Linked DNA regions of Gasterosteus aculeatus: region 2 is linked to region 1. The links are chromatin contacts, called in public Hi-C maps. All regions are on one chromosome and are shown on one strand. Each heading gives the region's core, a stretch centred on a gene start, on an enhancer-like site or on the middle of the called end of the contact. The rest is flanking DNA. Distances are from core to core; before and after follow the strand shown.

Region 1 (6,494 bases), core at 1,132-3,631:
TTGGACGTCACACAGCATCGACACCATGTGGCCCTCGATCACGCTAACGTCCTCTTCCTTATGGCCCATTATTCTTGGAGGCACTGAAAGAAATAAAGCAGTGCTTTGTACACTCAAAGGACTTGAGTCATAAAAGAAGATTTGATAACATATATCAAAAATAACCCCCAAAACATTAGAAACCCTGATTAGATGTGAGATTGAATATATATTCAGTGGCAATGCCCTTACGAACTTGTCTTACCTTGCACTGTCAGACTGAAGAGCTTCTCAACTGTTCCAGCTTTGTTCTCAGCCACGCATAAATAACCAGCCATGTCTGAAACCTGCACACTTAGGAGCTGAGAAAATGGGATTGTGTTATTCCTCAATAAAACATGTCCCCGGTGGATCTGTTTACAAACTGGTATTTGTATAAAAGTCTATTTAATTAACCTGGAGCCGACTCCCATCCTCACTGATTATATGCTGTGAGTGGGTGTGCACCGGCTGCCTGTCTCTGAGCCAGGAGATGACTGGAGCTGGGTGTCCGGTCACATCGCAATGAAGGACCACAGAGCTGTTGACCACGGCTCCCACTTCCTCCATGAAGTTCTCGGATGCCCCCATGATCACAGGAGGGACTAAGACCACAGACATCCCCATTAGAAAGCATTTTGTTAAATGTCCAAATAGACGCATGTGTTTTATTCACAACTACACCGTGAACCCGTATGTGTGCTTGCTTACCTAAGATATCCAGCTCAAAGTGCATGCGATCCTCTCCGGCCTCATTAACAGCCTGACATGTAAACTTTCCACCATCATCTTTCTGCACTCTGGCGATTTGCAGCACCTGTCCACCTGAATGGACAAACAGATTTATCTTTCAAACATTTTATTTTCATTTTACATGCATGCACGCTGCAAGCCTTCATCACAAACAACGGCACACAACTGCCAGCAATACACACAACAGACACAAGAATAAAAATAATACAACCCTCCCCCGGATGTATCCATGAAAATGAACCACACCACTGCTTTAAAGTTCGATCACACAGGAAGGCGCTCCCTCTGACCTGGAAGCAGCACCACTCCGTCGGCAGAAGTGAGTTTTCGTCCATCCTTGTACCAGCTGAGCTTGGGAGGGGGGATGGCATTACTATCACAGGACAGGCTGATTGAATGGCCCAGGACCACTTCCCTCTTCTCCACCATGTCCTCATTATCGTCACCCTCGTGTCCGAGACCCCAGGCGGCTTCTCTGTTAGTTATCCGCTGAAAGACTGGGGGAACTAGCAAGACGAGAGCATCTTTGGGTCAGTTCACTTCCTGTGTAATGAAGATTGGACTTAAATTGTTCCAAAATGTTCTAATTATACAACAACCCAATCATGATACTGATTTTGTTAAATCATAAGAGTTTTACCCAACACACCCTGAATGGTGACATGAAAGTCTCTCTTGTCCTCTCCTGCAGAGTTGGTGACCACACAGGTGTACTGGCCCTCATGAGACAGCATGGCGTTCTCTATGTGGAGGATGAAGCCACTCTCCTGAAGGCCGGCATGGACGTTCCCAGTCAGCAACTAAAGACAAAAGGAAACACAGTCAGTCTGTATCAGATGTGGTTTGCAGAGGCTAGATAACAAGTAATATTAACTCAATGAAACATTAGGAGAGGGATAAAATTACTGGCTTTCATAACAATGTCCAATCTGTATTGTGTTTAGACAACACACAGGGAAAAGCAGCTTCATGACAGGATTTTACGTCGTGATATTCAAACCACTGGATTCTTCTTCTATATCTTTGTCAGAATGAACAGGCTCCCTTGTGGCACAAAAACCTCGAGGGTAACGGTGGCTTCTGCAAGTGAATGTCAATTCTATTGAGGCTGTTGCAATTCTCAATGGTTGCCAGTAGAGGCTGATGAAGATTACATCTTTAATCATATCAAGAAATGCAGAGGTTGTAAAGGATGAAACACCAACCTGTCCATCTTTGAACCAATTAACCTTGGGCTCCGGAAAACCTTTAGCCAGGCAGGAGAGAGTCAAACTCCCGTTGATCCGTACTTTCTCTCCCTGACCACCAAACTTTAAAGATACAGTGTCGCCTTCTATCTGTGGTGGGACTGATCAGAAAAAAACAAAACTGGTCTTTAATTCATATTTCTTCCTCATGCACTTTGATGGGTAAGTGATGCAGATGTCTCTTACCCAGAACACTCAGAGAATAATGTTTGATTGCGGTTCCGGCTGGATTTGTGGCTCGGCAGGTGTAGAGACCGGTGCTGTCTCCCCGGGCTGAGCCCAGCCGCAAAGCCTGTCCTCCGCGGGTGTATGTGGACTGAGGACTGGACACGATTGGCTGGTTGTCCTTCAACCACGTGATGCTGGGAGTGGGTGAGCCCTCGACATCACAGGGGAGGACTGTGGGGAAACCCAGGACCACCGACACCGCCGAGGTCTCGCTCGGCCCTTTGATGGTGGGTGGAGCTGGGGAGAAAGAAGACACGTTAATGTTTAACCCCCAGTAAGATCTTCAGCGGCCCCTCAGCACAGGATGGGTTGATCGGGGGAAACGGACGGTTTTGAAACTGAAAGCTTTAAGTTTCTCAGAAATCCCCCAGAGCCTTGCATGAAGGAAATTCTGTGTGGTTGTAAGTGTGCCGGTCACAGATGAGGCAGAGACCTTGCACTGCGAGTCTGAACTGGCGCATCTGAGTTCCTGCGTTGTTGATGGCCAGACACTGGTAAAGCCCCTGGTCCCTCAGTCGTACTGACTTCACCTTTAACACCTGGCCATCTTCTACAAACTCCACATGGGGATCTCCGTCACGAGACAGGACTCTGTCGGGAGGAAGCGGTGGTTAATCAAATGGAATACCATGGGTGTGCGTGGAGCTGAATGTCACATTAATAAATGGCCGAGAGTGACGCTTACTCTCCGTCACGGCTCCATTCCACTCTGGGTGCTGGTCGACCGCTCACTCGACACTGGAACTCGACCTCCTGGCCCAGAACCACAGATAGTTCCTGCAGTCGGGATGCTCCTGAGATCACCGGCGGAGCTGTAAGAGTGTACACACACACACCAGAAATTAACCAGTCAATATTTATGTAATTTGAATAAGAAAATGATCACTTCAAAATCAAACAAATAGGACTTTGGTAGTAATTTGGTAGCTTTTGGAGCGCTCTTCTAAAATATTTTAGAAAAAGAGACAAACATCCCTTTTAACTCTGTACTTGATGCAGTAGGCATCCTTATATATGTCATCTGTCAGCCTCCCACACCCCTCTATTCTATTGTATGCTGAATACCAGTCTCACAGCTGGTTTATGAGCTCACCTTGCACCACAATGTGATATTCTCTCCGGGCCTCTCCAGCTGAGTTTTCAGCTGTGCACGCAAATCTGCCCGCGTGTTCCGGCTGAACTCTGTACATTCTCAGCAACCGGTTTCCATTCTGCAGATAAACCCCGGGACTGCCCACCTGGACATACCCAAATCAGTTTAGTGCATCCTTTGTGTCTATTTGTAATTATAACAATGGCCACTTGGCGGCATTATATAGCTAGTTATCAACAAGGTATATTAATATGCAGCCCAAATTTTACATTAACTGAAAATGGCAATTCTGGGTGAAACAACTCACTGGATGACCATCTTTAGTCCAGGTGATTGTAGGGGAGGGGATCCCAAAGGCATCGCAGCCCAGAGTGAGAGGCTGCTTCAAGGTGACGGTGAGGTTCAGTGGCTGCCCATCGTCCTGGATCTCTGGGGGAACTACAGAGGTACGAATGGATAAAAGGAAAACATACGTTTGAGTGCCGTTAAAGGCATTTTGTTTGTGAAGAAAAAACAAGGTTAACTAAATGCCCACCGTTTACTTTCAGCCTAGTCTTCCTCTCCACAGAGCCGGCCTCATTGGTCGCCACACACTTGAAGTCCCCGCTGTGGCTGGCAGACGCTGTTCTAATTACGAGCGCTCCGTCTCTCGCCACAGAAAGCTCTGATTGTTCGGGCTGTATCTCCAGGCCATTCTTGAACCAGCGCAGCTTGGGATGTGGGGAACCTGCAGGTGCAGAGACAAGAAAAGTATTGTGAGGGAGTACGAACTGAGCTTCATTGATCACGTCAGACAGACAGAAAAGATACTTATATTTCTCTGCTTCGCTACAGGGGGACATAATGGGCAAGCGGCCCAGAGTGGGGGGAAAAAAGGCCGCTCTACATTTATCTGCAGGACAGAAGGGCGCACATTGCCAAAATGGCTTCTTTGTAGAGTTAAAGATTTCAAGGTCATATTAAAAAGAAAGGCACAGCATCCTGGAGAGATGCAAGATGCACGGTTTGAAACACCAGCATCAAGACGTATTGCCGGACACAGAGTCTTGAGCAGGAGGGATATGGGTGGTGGAACGAGCAGCTCAAAGGGCACTGGGTGCGTACACTCAGGAGCCTTAAGCCATGTTCTGTGGATTACTGGGTGCGAAACGAGGCGCAAATGCTCAAGAGAAGAAAGGTGGGGATTGAGGTAAAGGGGAACAATTGAACATGTCGCAAAGAAAGATGAGTGCAGTGGAGTGATTCAAATGTCTATTTGCAGACTGGTTACACATATACCAACACCACAGACAACAAAGTGAAATGAAACACTCCTTCACGTCCTTCCTCAATCGAAGAAAATAACTAACCAAAGGAGACGCAGCACCAGCAAAAGGTGATGTTATCCTCCGTTGCCTCTGAGCACATGTTTACTGTTAAGGAGCTCAAAGCATATTCATTACCTCATTGCTGGGAGGAAATGCCTACAGATGTTATGTTTTAGATTTTAACACATCTCGTTAGTAGACTTTGAGTTTACTTGGGGCTGTTGAAGTCGTAGATTATCTCTTCCATGTGTTTCTTAAATAATTACCTCTGTCAAATGTTATGTGCTTGTCGGGTGAATTAATAATATCCTTTGGCAGGGACTGTGATTTATCTCCCTCATACAGATGGATCTCGAGAGATCAAGCATGGGATCCTTGTTTACGGCTTGTGGATGCCTCTCTGGGATGCCAAGAGCCTCAAGCATTTCCGCGTGAGCCCTCTGTGGCCGGGTACAGTCTGCCAAGCGCGCCTGTACCACTTGCAACGGGAGGAAGGCTGAAGTGCAGCTTCATCTTCCGGTTCCTGTGCTTCAAGGTGCGCCTCAGACATCTCTGTCCTTCATCTGCAAGCAGCAGCCTGTAATTAGGATTCCTCTCCCAGCAGGCCCCCGATCCAGAGGAAAGCAGATGTAGCTCACTGAGGCAGCATGCAGACTGATGTTCCAGCTGTTGCTGCGCATTGGACTCCGGCCCTCAAACCCCCTCGCGTCCGCGATGCTAACCATGACACGGCTACACACAAAACAATACCTGTTTGCACAGGCCTGCCACAGCATTAATTATTCAGTGCATCCGCAGACTTTCGCGTACATTCACTGGGTTTTGAAAAAATAGGAGGCTTTATAAATCCCTCCAGGATGTTATCTTGTTTCAGAAAGACAGAGATTTTAAAGTATAGAGACGGCGAACCGTTTGGGTGCTGCGATAAGAAAGATGATGCGCTATATAAAATGGTCAGGAGCTTACCCCACCAACCCCACTCTCTTAAAAACTCTATTCACATACTGTAAATTGTGTCTCTTTTTAACTCCAGGTCTTTGATTGCTCTTTTCCTTTAAGTCTGTCTGAGACTAAATCATTTCATACCTTCAGCAGGGCAAGGGATGATGACCTTGCTGTTGGCTACTTTCTCCATTATGGCATCTCCGGGTTCTGCAAAGAACGGCGCCTCTGTGGGGGGAAGAAAAACATGTACAGGCACCATTAAGTCAGATTAATTGTTGAAGTTTTGAAGTGAGAAGCCTTTAAGAGCATCTTCAGCACTGTTGTGTGTGCTGGATTTGAGACATTTGTGTTCTCTGTTCAATCACGGAGAAAAAGAGAATTTAATAAAATAATTACAACAACCTAAGAAGATACAGCTTTAACAGCTACAAAGGGAAATAAATAATACATATATCTCTTATTACCTCTTATTAGCGTTAGTATGCGCATACGTATGTATTTCAGGATTTTTGATACACGGCAGGCAACAAACAGACTGATCGTTAGGAGCCTGGGTTGCTATGGAACCAGGGGCATATAAATCTACCATTTTCTTAGAAGTGGATGTTGAAGTACTGATTAAAAAGAATAATGTTGTCTGTGTACAAAGCTGGACAGATCTCTGGGCACCCAATAAGTGATAGCCGGAGATGATGGAAGCTTGTAGGACTGATCAGGGGTAAGTATGTACACTCCGTCGCACTCTTCAGAAGAATATATATATATATATATTTTCTGGTACAACTGAGCACTTATCCTCTCGCAGAATGGAGCTGCTCTGCGTCATGAGCAAGTACCTCAAAAGACAGCATGAGCCTAAAACTGGGACACTGTCAGTATTTATAAATCATCATTTCACTAGTA
Region 2 (6,494 bases), core at 2,330-4,829, 40 kb after region 1:
TCATAGGGCAGAAGGTACAGTGACTGTTGTCTTTACATATTTTCTGTCTTTTTTATTAGAAGCAGGGATCATTTGTCAATGTAGCATTGGGGGACTCTTGCAAGAGATGAGATATTTGAAAGAAAAAGGTTCAACTAACGCAGCAGAAGCCAAGATGTCCTGAGCTGTAGTATTTAGTAATAGCCAAGCTGCAAGAACGCTACAATTCCCACAATTCAACACAATTATCTTCAGTTAGATCCTGACTGTGTTCAAAATTCCAAGCACATACTGCATTCTGCATAGTAAATCAATAATGAATTAGCCATAAGGCTGTTCACACAGAAGCACACACAAGCAATACGTCTCCATTACATCACATTACTTTATCCTCACAACGAGCTGCCGTTCAATAAAAGATGTTTATCACAATAGTACATTTAAATGGCCACTTCTGGTATTAATGTGAGGCAGATTTAAAGTATTCAACATTTTTGTCTTGAATTCTACTAATGTGTCTCACTCTCAAAATGCTTGCCAATAGAGTACATCTGGTAATTTGGGGTACAAATTGCAACTTAAAACATTTGTAAATGTTAAGTTCTTTGGAATGTGAAGTTTCCTTAAGATAACCCTGATGACATCATTCACTCATCAGGGTCATTTTCTCAGACCTTAAAATGTTCCCATCAGAGAGTAAACGGACATTCTTCATCCCTCTTTGTAGGCGAAGTTTTACTCTGCAGCACAATTAAAACGATGTCTAGGAATGAAGAGTGTTAGGTAATTTAAGGTTTATGCTAAATGATTTTGGCGGCCATTAAACCAATCAGGTATCTTGCAAGTCTTGCATAGCAGGGAAAATTCATTCCGTGTTTATCTAAACTGAACCTGCTACAATTACTGAATGCAGAGCACAAGGCCAGATGAGAAGCATCGCAGCATGGGAATGATGAAACATTATTTTAGATATACTGCATCTGCTAAAGGAAAAGGAAAGTAATTTAGATTAGTTTGATGTAGAAGCTGGATGTTCTCCAGCCTTCACAGCTATTCATTACTCATTAGGCTTCATGAATAACGTGTGGACAAGCCATTTTCCCTCGAGTCTCATTGGTTGCTCGTGCTTGTAACTCATGTTAGTTGTGCTCCAGTCCAAACTTGCGCAGTATCTAAAACGTGTTTTCTTTCATTCAAATGCGTATTACAAAAACCATATCCCCCTTTAACAATATACTAGATGAATTACTTGAAGATACTTGGGCATGGTCATTAAACCATTATCACCAAAGTCTGCAGCATCTTGCATCGCCATTATATGCTAAAATGTGGTGAAGCAGCTGAGGGACTACTTGGAGAAAAACACTCTGGAAAAGATCTGTGTATTTCATTGTACCGCTGAGTTTTAGCACCTCCAGTATTGCGTGACAGGCTGGAAAGTCAACTCCTCGGGGCTAACGATATACCATCAACGCCACATTCGTCTTCATTAGAGGCAAGAGCTCAAAGTTAGTGAAGACTCCATCAGGAGGAAGTATTCTGGCGTTTCCTGAACCTCTCATACACAAACAAAGCAAGATAATGAGAGGACCATCCATAAGTTTTAAAAATGGATGTTCTGATCATTTGGTGTTGATGTTTTCTGTGTGGTTAGAACTTTTATTCAACACCTGATCCATCACTGGCAGGTTTATAAATAGTCCCATGCCAAGCAGAAAAGCAGCTTCAATGAGTCAGACATGAAAGGCGAGCTAGTTTTAACCAAGACAATTGACATTTTGCAAGATAAGAAAAATCATTCTGTCACTGTGCTTAGAAAGCAAGATTTCTATGCCAGCTACTGGAATCATCAATTTGAATACTTCTCTTTCAAACCAGAAACATTCTAGCAGGATGCTGTTGCTCTGTACAATACAAACAATGAGAGTTTAAGTGATGGGCTGCCATAAAGAGGCAGGTCAACATTTATAGTTTTTTGCAATTATGAATAATTTACAACAGTGTGAAAGATGGAGGGACGACAAAGAGCCTCAGATGAACATTTGTTTAGCCCATAGTCACAAATGACAAATTTCCCTCTGAGGGTTTTACAGTCCGTACACATGCACCATTCCCCTGTCCCAAAACCCTCAGATCGGCACAGGAAGAGCTCCCCAAAATATGAGTCCTTTCATGTTTAATCCCCAGCCGCTCTACTTTAATGCATCTCAAAATGAAACCCCAAGACAACGGGCTTCACGAAAGGAAGATTGGTCTGCCTGAAAAAAGTTTCATACAACTTGGAATGTTTAAAAGACCATGATATATTTCAACCATATAGAAAGTATCGACGGAAAGGATGCCAAAACGTGGCCCCACCCAACAGAGTAACAGACATTTTCATACACATTTTCTCCAATTAACGGGTAACTTCCTTCCTCGATAAACACAACTAAACAACACTTCCCTGAGGCGCACTGTACCCACTTGAGTATCCCATATGGCTAGATATATATTATTTAGGACCATGAATATACAATCCCTACCCTCCTCTGAACAAGCCTGCTGATGAGGATCAAACAACACTTGCATTCTCGGCCGTGCTCATAAATCCAGCAGGACGTGGAGGTCGTTCTAATGCATTGGACACCCAGCTGTTGGTTCAGACTGACAACAGGCAGATATCTGGCAGATGGGGCTGGAATCCAAGCTTTATGCAGATAAACCATCCCTGCCGAGGAACGAAGGGGATGTAGAGGAGCAGAAGTAGAAAGGAGCGGGGGGTCAACTACTCTTTTTCTGGTGAAGCAACGTTGGAATTGTTTTTCTTTAAAGGTGGAAACATGCTGGTTATTCTTGGGCATTTATAAATATAGCCGGGGAAGAATGTTTTCAAGCTGCGTTAGAAGTAAAAAAAGATAACTGCCGCACCCATTTTTACAGTATTTGTCAAAGCAAATAAAGAAGTCAATTATATTACAATGATATATTTAAATAACTTCACTGCCGACAAGTTATTAACATAAATCTCCACAAATGTTATAATCTAGAGTGAACAAGCCATTGTCAGATTACGGAATATAGGAAAATGGTTTCACCCGTGACCCAGAAGATAAAGCCTGCCAGTTTAAGCTTTATTGTTTTTGTTTTTTTATTGTTACCATCATGAATCTTTAAATGCCTTTTGAATAAAACAAATGAGCTTTAGGTTTTGCATCTGCCACGTACATACAGGATGTTATTTACACTCTTGTGGAGGAGTGCGTGCGCTTCTGCTCCCTCTCAGTTCCTCAAACCGCAGGAGCATGTCTGTCCTCTAGTGGATGACACAGGAAACAACACACACGCCATAGTTTATGAAACGTGGATTGATTCAGTTGCGATTGCAGCTACTAAAAGACCAAATATAAGTAGGGCTTGTATCCAAATGTTGATTTTGATTACTAAATAAAGCAAGCAGCAGCCACCGCTGACGATCTTTCTCTTGTCGTCAAAAGGTACCTTTTCATTGTCCGGTTACGAAACTCCAGAATATACACATTAGTCATTTTCAAAAACAACAACTCAACCAATGAGATCGGTCCTCTCGGTCCCAAAGCTGGGGGAGAAGAACTTGACATACGCCACCCACCAACTTTGTCCCCACTGTTTACATAAACTGCTGCTCATAGAGGAAGACCACAGATCAGTCTGCCGTTGAAGCAGGTGGACGCACAGGGAGACGGGAAACATGTTTTTAACGGGCCTGCTCTGCCTGCTGCTACTGCGGCCTGGCCTCGCCGCTCTGACGACTCCTCCATTGGAAGAGGTAGGTGAGGGTGGAGAGCTGAGGGTGAAGCACGGCGGCTGGTGATTGCACTGCTCGGGACTTCTGCAAAGTACATTGAACTCTTCAACTTTAAACTGTTTATCATCCTGTCAAAACTCGCCAGCCGCTGTCACAGCTGGATTTACATGGCATTCGACCCAAAAGACTAAAGCTCTAAAATAGCCTTTCGTTTTTTGGGCAACAATCATCTAAATTTAGTTACACAGGTTTTCAAACTGTAGTTTCAAAAATAACCCTTAAATGTTGTTTTAAAAGAGGCTAAAACAAACGTTTGTGTCCACTTAAAGCATTTTCATCACTCCCCCAGTCAAAGGGACGTAGTTTCATCTCCTGATGCCTCAGGTATGTCTCTCTACGGCCGGATTGTACAACAATTGTGAGACTAATACATCATGCAATGGTTGTGTTCTCTTTGTACTGTGACCACTGGGGGTTTCCCTTCTCCGCGTTCACAGTGAATCGGCGTCTGCGTCGCTGGGCCCTGATGCCCGACATAACACACCTGGAGCTGCTGGTGGTGGTCGGACCCGATGTCCAGCAGTTCCACAAGCAGGACACAGAACGATACGTCCTCACCAACCTCAACATTGTGAGGCTTTCAGTCGATAGCCGTTTCTGTGTATCTGAAATAGAAGTATGAGGGAATGTCGAGGAACCGCAGCGGGGAAGAGAACTGGAATGCTTTACTGAAGTGACTTGTTTTGAACATTTCTTATGTCGAAAGGGAAAGAAACATCGCTATTAAATCAAAGAATGTATTTAACCAACAAAAGGAAGTGGTTGACCAGAGGTCTTCTGTCCAAACCAACATTATTTTCATTTTCTATCAAAGCGATTTCTATTAAAAGAAGAAGAAAACGTCATCAGAGCAGACCAGAATTGAACAATGGGTATCGTTTTCATCTGACTTATTTTCCAACCTCCACCCAGGCCTCAGAGCTTTTGAGGGACATGGCCCTGGGGGCCAATATGAGGGTGCACCTGGTCCGCATGATCATCCTGTCGGAGCCAGAGGTAACCGGCTGGCCCTTATAAGTTCAATGAATCAAGTTCATAAGTGGATCCATTTTGGATTAGTAGCTACATATAACTACAACACGTGTGACATCAAGCGTGACCAATGACCAAATGGCCTTAAATTCAGATTCTTTATGTTTTATCATCACCATCTTTCTTTTGTTTTTGTGGTCACGCTTCCAGCCAGAGATCCAAATGTCCCCCAACATCACCTCCTCTCTCAGAAGTGTGTGCGACTGGGGCCGAAGGATAAACCCCTCCAACGACACAGACCCACTACACGCCGATCTGCTGTTGTACATTACACGGTGTGTGTTCCCTTTAGCTGGCGGCATTGCAAATGTGTTCTCTTGATATTTGATGTAATATTTGTGTGTTGTCTCCTGTCACTAATAGGTATGACCTGTTGTTGCCTGATGGGAATAACCAGGTCAGGGGTGTAGCGCAGCTGGGTGGGGCTTGCTCCAGTGAATGGAGCTGTGTGATCACGGAGGACACAGGCTTTGACCTGGGCATCACCATCACTCATGAGATTGGCCACAGGTGAAGCAGAGTCACACACATGACCATCAGGGAATCTGAAACATGTAAAAATATGTGGTTACATCACAGCTAATAAAGCAAATAACACTAGACATGGGATTTCTAAGATGTTTCATAGAGAGATGTATGTTTTCAATCAGAAAAACATACTGCAATGTATCAATTGAGTTTCCCCTTAGAGGCAATTTCTATTTCCTTTTATTTTATATAGGTGTGTTTTTAATCAGCAAATTACAGAGCCGCAAAAAAATGTCACTGCATCGTGCAATTGAATCCAGCTTTGTTGAAAGTATGTAGGATCGCTTCGAGTCCTCCACCGTAAGGTCAGTAACAGTACTGGAACCTGATTCATTTTCACCCAGTTTTGGAATCAACCATGACGGTGTAGGAAACACCTGCAGCAAGAGTGGCTTCATGATGGCCTCTGATGGCGGCTACAACAGTGTGGATCTGACCTGGTCTCCCTGCAGCAGACAGCAGCTGCTCACATTCTTCACGTGAGTCAACCAGTTATAAGTCATGAGGTTGTTTTAACTGTTTGCATCGTCACCACTTTTGTAAAGTTTATATTTGCTTCTGATGTTAAATGATTAAAACCTGTCCATTTTAAGCATAGTAACTCTCTGTATCTGCAATAGTTAGGACATGATAATGAGATGTCACTCCTGTTGCCAGTGAAGGTAAAGCTGAGTGTGTAAAGGACCTGCCTGCACTGGGCGGCTCCCTACAACACTGGAAGCCGGGTCTATACTACGGAGTCGATGACCAATGCCGTATAGCTTTTGGTAGCACTGCGAGAGCCTGCTCTTTCACCAACCCTGACCTGGTCAGTCACCCGTACTACCGCTTTGATACCAGAAGGTGGCACTTTGCATCCAAAAATACAGACCATCACCCAATATTTATTCCTCCTTTCTTTTCCATCAGCCGGCTTGTCGAGTGCTGTCCTGTCACATTAACCCTGATGATAACAGCTCCTGCAAACGCCTCCTCATCCCACTGCTGGATGGGACAGAGTGTGCACCTGACCAGGTACTGCTCTGTTACTGGTGAGCCGTTTTGGTGCAGCCATTGAACCACTGCGTCGACCATCCGAGCCTGTTTGCTCATGGGGTGCGTTCCTGTGTTCCAGTGGTGTCTGAAGGGG

What was found. Hi-C and Micro-C count contacts between places; a contact is called where the count stands out from the background.
Region 2: a Hi-C map of skeletal muscle shows a contact between it and region 1, with 6 times the contacts expected there. The contact joins the promoter of adamts13 here to the enhancer-like site in region 1. A contact is called at or near these places in 3 of 6 Hi-C or Micro-C datasets (skeletal muscle and tail fin).

The regions. Positions count from the first base shown.
Region 1 is chr13:15,623,535-15,630,028 of fGasAcu3.hap1.1, forward strand. It overlaps hmcn2 (hemicentin 2), which reads right to left. Exons shown (of 81, transcript XM_040195063.2): 25 at 5,733-5,816; 26 at 3,875-4,066; 27 at 3,647-3,777; 28 at 3,340-3,484; 29 at 2,932-3,058; 30 at 2,680-2,837; 31 at 2,205-2,483; 32 at 1,977-2,119; 33 at 1,421-1,571; 34 at 1,062-1,277; 35 at 730-843; 36 at 436-623; 37 at 245-341; 38 at 1-83. Among protein-coding and RNA genes, the nearest start is that of hmcn2, 21 kb to the right of the region's middle. Within about 2 kb of position 2,382, at least 1 of the 9 cell types and tissues checked has open chromatin away from gene starts, as enhancers often do.
Region 2 is chr13:15,662,537-15,669,030 of fGasAcu3.hap1.1, forward strand. adamts13 (ADAM metallopeptidase with thrombospondin type 1 motif, 13) reads left to right here and starts at 3,580. Exons shown (of 29, transcript XM_040195756.2): 1 at 3,580-3,766; 2 at 4,075-4,129; 3 at 4,243-4,376; 4 at 4,718-4,801; 5 at 4,988-5,112; 6 at 5,201-5,347; 7 at 5,710-5,844; 8 at 6,023-6,173; 9 at 6,275-6,379; 10 at 6,480-6,494. The coding sequence starts at 3,689.